Regions from separate parts of the Canis lupus genome. Here region 2 is linked to region 1. Evidence: chromatin contacts called from public Hi-C data. All regions are on one chromosome and are shown on one strand. The core of a region is the stretch at or near the end of the contact, and the rest is flanking DNA. Distances in the headings are between cores, read along the strand shown.

What was found. A called contact is a pair of places that touch in the nucleus more often than the background predicts.
Region 2: a contact with region 1 is called in a Hi-C map of blood, with 5 times the contacts expected there. The contact joins the promoter of PCBD2 here to the promoter of CAMLG in region 1. A contact is called at or near these places in 2 of 9 Hi-C or Micro-C datasets (both in blood).

What each region holds. Positions count from the first base shown.
Region 1 is chr11:22,831,057-22,833,756 of UU_Cfam_GSD_1.0, forward strand. It overlaps CAMLG (calcium signal-modulating cyclophilin ligand), which reads left to right and starts at 1,417. Exons shown (of 4, transcript XM_038552197.1): 1 at 1,417-1,732. The coding sequence starts at 1,561.
Region 2 is chr11:22,974,378-22,977,338 of UU_Cfam_GSD_1.0, forward strand. PCBD2 (pterin-4-alpha-carbinolamine dehydratase 2) reads left to right here and starts at 1,635. Exons shown (of 4, transcript XM_038552203.1): 1 at 1,635-1,733. The coding sequence starts at 1,659.

The sequences.
Region 1 (2,700 bases), core at 167-2,666:
AGATTTATTATTATATATTAATTGTCATTACACCTTTCTTCTGACTTTAATAAAACACACTTTCTCGGGTCCCTCCCGCTACCGTGGTCCTCAACGCTGCCTTGAATAACTTGGCCCTGCTGAGTGCTCATGCTATTCCAGGAGTTGCAGTTCCCAACAAAATGCAATGCTTGTGCCTTTCGGCCGGAACCTCCATCTTCCAGTAATTTGCCAAAATGACCAACACAAAGGGAAAGAGGAGAGGTACCCGCTATATGTTCTCTAGGCCTTTTAGAAAACATAGAGTTGTTCCTTTGGCCACATAACATGCGAATCTATAAGAAAGGGGATATTGTGGACATCAAGGGAATGGGCACTGTTCAAAAAGGAATGCCCCACAAATGTTACCATGGCAAAACTGGAAGGGTCTACAGTGTTACTCAGCATGCTGTTGGCATTGTTGTAAACAAACAAGTTAAGGGCAAGATTCTTGCCAAGAGAATTAATGTCCGCATTGAGCATATTAAACACTCAAAGAGCCGAGGTAGCTTCCTGAAGCGTGTGAAGGAAAATGATCAGAAAAAGAAGGAAGCCAAAGAGAAAGGTACTTGGGTCCTACTGAAGCGCCAGCCTGCCCCACCCAGAGAAGCACACTTTGTGAGAACCAATGGAAAGGAGCCTGAACTGCTGGAACCCATTCCCTATGAATTCATGGCATGATAACTGTAAAGAAAATAAAAGACCTCAGGATTGTAAAAAATAAAAATAAAAAAAAATGCTTGTCTTCATGGAGCCTACATTCTATCTAATGAGAAACATTCAAAATAAGTACATTTAGCATGCAAGTCAGTTGTAACTGTTAAGAAAAATAAGGCAGGTAAGGGGAATATGGAGTCTTGAGAAGGGTGGCAATTTAAACAGAATGGACAGGGAAATCTCCACTGGGACAACCCTGAACAAAGACGTGAAGAAGGCCAGAAACACGTAAGATAAATATTTGGGAGAAGAGCGACTGAGGAGAAAGAATAAACCTGCGCCAAGAACACATCCTAAACGCAACTCTCTCTAAAGCGTCGCTCCCTACTGACGTATTTCCGTCGTTTAGAAGCGAGGTCGCAGACGGTCACTAGAAACAAGTGCCTGGCGCAATAGCCTCCATTTTGCTTTTGGGCACCAGCCGTTGGTGGGTTGGGGCCTTGCCCTCCTTCCTTTCCTTCTTTTCAGCCTGGGGGCTAATTTTCTTCACTTTCGAGGTAACAGTAGAGAAGCCCGGTGGCCTGGGAGAGTGGCCACGAGGGCTAGCCCAGGGAGGAGGACCTCCCCCAACGCTTCGTACCTCCCCCACGCTTCGCCCCCCGCCCGACTGCCCTCATTCAAGATGGCGGCGCAAGCCTCGCGCTTTGTCCGGTCGGATGGCACGCATGCCTAGCACGCCTGTCTGGCTTGGCGCTCGGGGGCGGGTCTACGGCGGGGTGGGGGGGCGGTGGTGCGCTCGTACCCTGCGGCCTGGCCTGAAGTCATCTGCGGCTCGGCTGCCGCTGCCAGCAACACCTTCAGCGTTCCCTGGTGTTGGTGGGGAAGATGGAGCCGTTGACTGTCGCGTCTGACAGCGGCGACCGGCCGGGAGCTCCAGCGACCTCTGGCCTGTCGGCTTCCCAGCGTCGTGCGGAGCTGCGGCGGAGGAAGCTGCTCATGAACTCGGAGCAGCGCATCAACCGCATCATGGGCTTTCACAGGCCCGGGAGTGGCGCGGGTGAGAGCCTCCCGTCTCCCCTTACTCTCCCGCCCGCCGCTTTGAGTCTCCAGGGCCATTCCTGCTCTCTTTCCCTCCAGCGCCCCGCTGGCCTTTTTGACAGAGCCTTGCTCTCTGACCTTCCCTCTGTCCCGGACTTTTTTTTTTTTTTTTAAGATTTTATTTATTCATGAGAATCCCAGAGAGAAAGGCAGAGACCGATGCAGAGGGAGAAGCAGGCTCCTTGGGATCACGCCCTGAGCCACCCAGGTGCCCGTCTGTCCCCTCTTTTTAGGTGATGTCCCAAGTTCTCACTTATCACCCCCCCCCCCCCCCCCCCCCCACACACACACACGTTTCCCCCGTTTTGTGCGGGCTTCGCTCTGCTTGTCCCCATCTCCGCCCCAGGCTGCGAAGCCTTGGCGCCTCCGCCTTGGCGCCTTCTGGCCCGTTATGCCAGACACCCCCAGCTTCATTCCCCACGCTCTCCCTTCTGTCCCCGGTTGCACCGCTCTGCCTGTTATGTCCCTCGGTAAAATTGCTCTTCGGTTCTTTCCCTTCGAAATGCTTTTCCTTCCAGTGCCTTTGCCATAGCGTCTGTCTACCTTCTTTTGCCTTTCGCTGTTGCTCTGTCCGCCCCCCGGAGCCTGTGTTTATTTACCTGCTCCCCCAGTCCTTCCTACGTGGTCATCTATCCTGGTGCCTGTGTCCAGTGCTCTCAACACTGTCCTCTTCAGGCTTTCTAAACAGATAAAACTGAGTGACCATTCTTTACCCCAACAAGTGGGACGTGCCCCACCCCCACCCCCACCCCCAGGTCTTTTCTCCCAATTTGCTGAGATTGATGTGATTGAAGTCAGGAACCGCGTTTAACCCGAAAGAGAGTTCCTCATTTCTCCCCCAGTGCGTGTACAATTCAATGAATATTCATGTGAATATTTATTGAACATGTAGTATGTGCTAGTGTTCTCTTAAGTTTCCATGGAGCT
Region 2 (2,961 bases), core at 385-2,884, 140 kb after region 1:
TAACTAGAGCCGAGATGCCAATTTCCTACAGTGGATATAGGGAAAGAAAACAATCAGGAGTTTTGTTTTTTCCAAAGATTTATTTATTCACGAGAGACACAGAGAGGCAGAGACGCAGGCAGAGGGAGAAAGCAGGCTCCTCGCAGGGAGCCGGATGTGGGATTCGATCCCAGGACCCTGGGATCATGACCGGAGCCAAAGGCAGGCACCCAACTGTTGAGCCACCCAGGTCTCCCGATCAGGAATCTCTTGTTACCTCACACCCACCAGTTCATTTTGCAGTTCTCACTTCAATAAGCAAGTTTGCAGAGTATTCTTCATAACTGTATACACCTAATTAAGTACTGGAAATGAAACTTTTAATCCTGTCTCCAGTCTCTGCCCACTTGAGGCACCAAAGGAAACTAGAATGTCTTAGATGAATGCTTTGAGATCAGTGACATCCGATCAGGGTCTGCAGAGATTCCTCCATTAAGTTTTTGTGAAGTGGGCAAAGGTAAGAATATGGATTGAGCCATAAGTCTGAATTTTAGGATATTTTAAGGCAAAAACGCTTATCCCCCAATCGATATGTGAAAAAAATTAACTGCTAGCACCTGCTAAGTTGAACTTAAATGGGCACGCATAGAAAAAATTCTCTAGTATATGGCTAAATGTTAGGCAAAATGGATTATATTATAGAACCCTGGGTGGCTCAGCGCATGACCCCAGGGCCCTGGCGTTGAATGCCACATTGGGCTTCCTGCAGGAGCCTGCTTCTCCCTCTGCCTGGGTCTCTGCTTCTCTCTGTGTTTCTCATGAATAAATAAATAATCTTTTTAAAAATTTGGCTGTATTATTAATTTGCTTAAACTAGTAAAAGATCCAAGTGAATACACTAAAAGGCCGTAAACTGTACACTTCAAAGGGTGAATTTTATGGTATGTGGCGTCCCATCGCAAAAAAAGGCAAGAAAAAAAGGAGTAAGAATAAAATATTAGTGAATACATAAAAGACCCCCCCCTCCCCTTTTCCAGAAAGAGACACACTTCCGTAAATAACCCGCGTACGTTCCTCTGCGGAGCGCGCCCCGGGCGCTTCTCTTCGCGGGGCACGGAGGGCCAGGCTCCCAGACTCCCCGGCGGGCACGGCGGAGCTCGCCCCGGGCCGGTCCACGGTGGCTCTGGCCCTCCGCGGGCGGGGACACGGGCCGACCCGCGCCCGGCGCCCACCGCCTCGCGCCCCGGCCCGCGGAGTCCTTGCGCCCACCGTCGGCGAACGTGGGTCAGGCCCCAGCGCCCCGCAGCCAGCGGCGCCAGCCCGCCGGCCCCGCTCCCGGCCCCGCTCCCGGCCCCGCTCCCGGCCCCGCTCCCGCCCCGCTCCCCGCCCCGCTCCCCGGCCCCGCTCCCGCCCCGCTCCCGGCCCCGCTCCCCGCCCGGGCTGGAGGGGGCCTGCGGGGCCTGCGGGGTCGCCCGCCTGCCGCCCTGCCGCCTGCCGCCCCCTGCCGCCCGCGCGGTCGGCGGCCCTGAGGCGCCCGGGCCCTTCCGGGGCGGGCCGCGCGGGCGCTCGCAGGACGGCGCGGCTGGAGGCCGTTCGCACGGCCCCGCGGCTCCCGGCCCCCCGGTGGGCCCCGCGGGCGGCAGGCAGGCAGCGCGGCGGGCAGCCCTCGGCCGGCGGCCATGGCGGCGGCGCGGGGGACGTCGCGGCTCGTGGTGGCGACTCTGCGGGGCCGGGGCGCGAGCTTGTCGGCCGGGGTGAGAGCCGGGGGGAAGGAGAGCGCGGCGGGAGGAGAGCGAGGGGCCCCGCGGCGGGGCGGGGGCGGGCGCGGGGGCGGGCGGGCGCGGGGCCCCTGCCGGACCTCCGGGCTGGCGTGTCCCGTCGCGGTCTACGGAGCTGCCCGCCAGAACAAAACCGAGGACGATTTTGGCTTAAAAAAAAGAAAGAAAGACGAGCACGAATAGTAGCGGTAAAGCTGTCTTTAGCGAGCCCGGGCGCTGCGCTCGCTGGTGCGCCGGCTGAGAGCGGGGCCCGGCTCCACGCCGCTCGGCGCGGGGTCAGCGCGCTGCTGTGGATGTGCTGCTTTAGGAGGAATTATTAGGGACACTTACCTATTTTACAGGGGACAGATCTGTTCTCTCCTCTTCCGCAGAGCGTCCCGTCACTTTACCGGCCGTGGAAATTAATGTATGGAGATAAATGAACCTGAGGGAAAGTTTGGACACGCAGCACCACCTAGTGGGGAAATGTTGCATTAAACTTCCCATTTCATCCTCCGTCGCTTGCTAGAGCCCCCTGGGCAGTTGGAAAGTGTTTAACAGGGATTCATTTAAGGTAGCTTGACGACGGGGGCACCTGGGCGGCTCAGCGTCTGCCTCTGGCCCAGGTCGTGATCCCGGGGTCCTGGGATAGAGTCCCGCGTCAGGTTCCCCCAGGGAGCCTGCTTCTCCCTCTGCCTCTCTCTGGCTCTCTCATGAATAAATAAATAAAATCTAAAAAAAAAAATATATATATATTTTAATGATGATGATGGACTCTGTTTCGTGGCCAGTAAGGTGAGAGCACGAGTTGAGTGCTTACTGACACCTAAACGTGTCCCAAAGCATACCTCTACCCAAGGTGCTGATAATCCAGTAAAATTACGGGGTTCAGAGGAATGAATAAACGACATGATTTGAGTGGCTGCACCAAGCCATGGTGGCTCTATGCTAGGTGTCTACATTCAAGATCTCTTTAACCCTTTCAAAAAAGTTTGACAGGTAGTTGTTGTGATACCCCCACCATAGACATAGACAGAGACATGAGGATACTGGTATTGAGAGAAGCTAAGTGATTTGTTCAGTGTCACCGCACCTGAAAGTGACAAAGCTAGGCCTTGAATCAAGTTCATTCTCTCCAGACTCTATGCTCTTCCCTATCCCTGTCCCCATCTCCTGCAGAAAAAAAATTAAGCCCATCATAAAGGGTTCTGCAGAAGGTGTATCT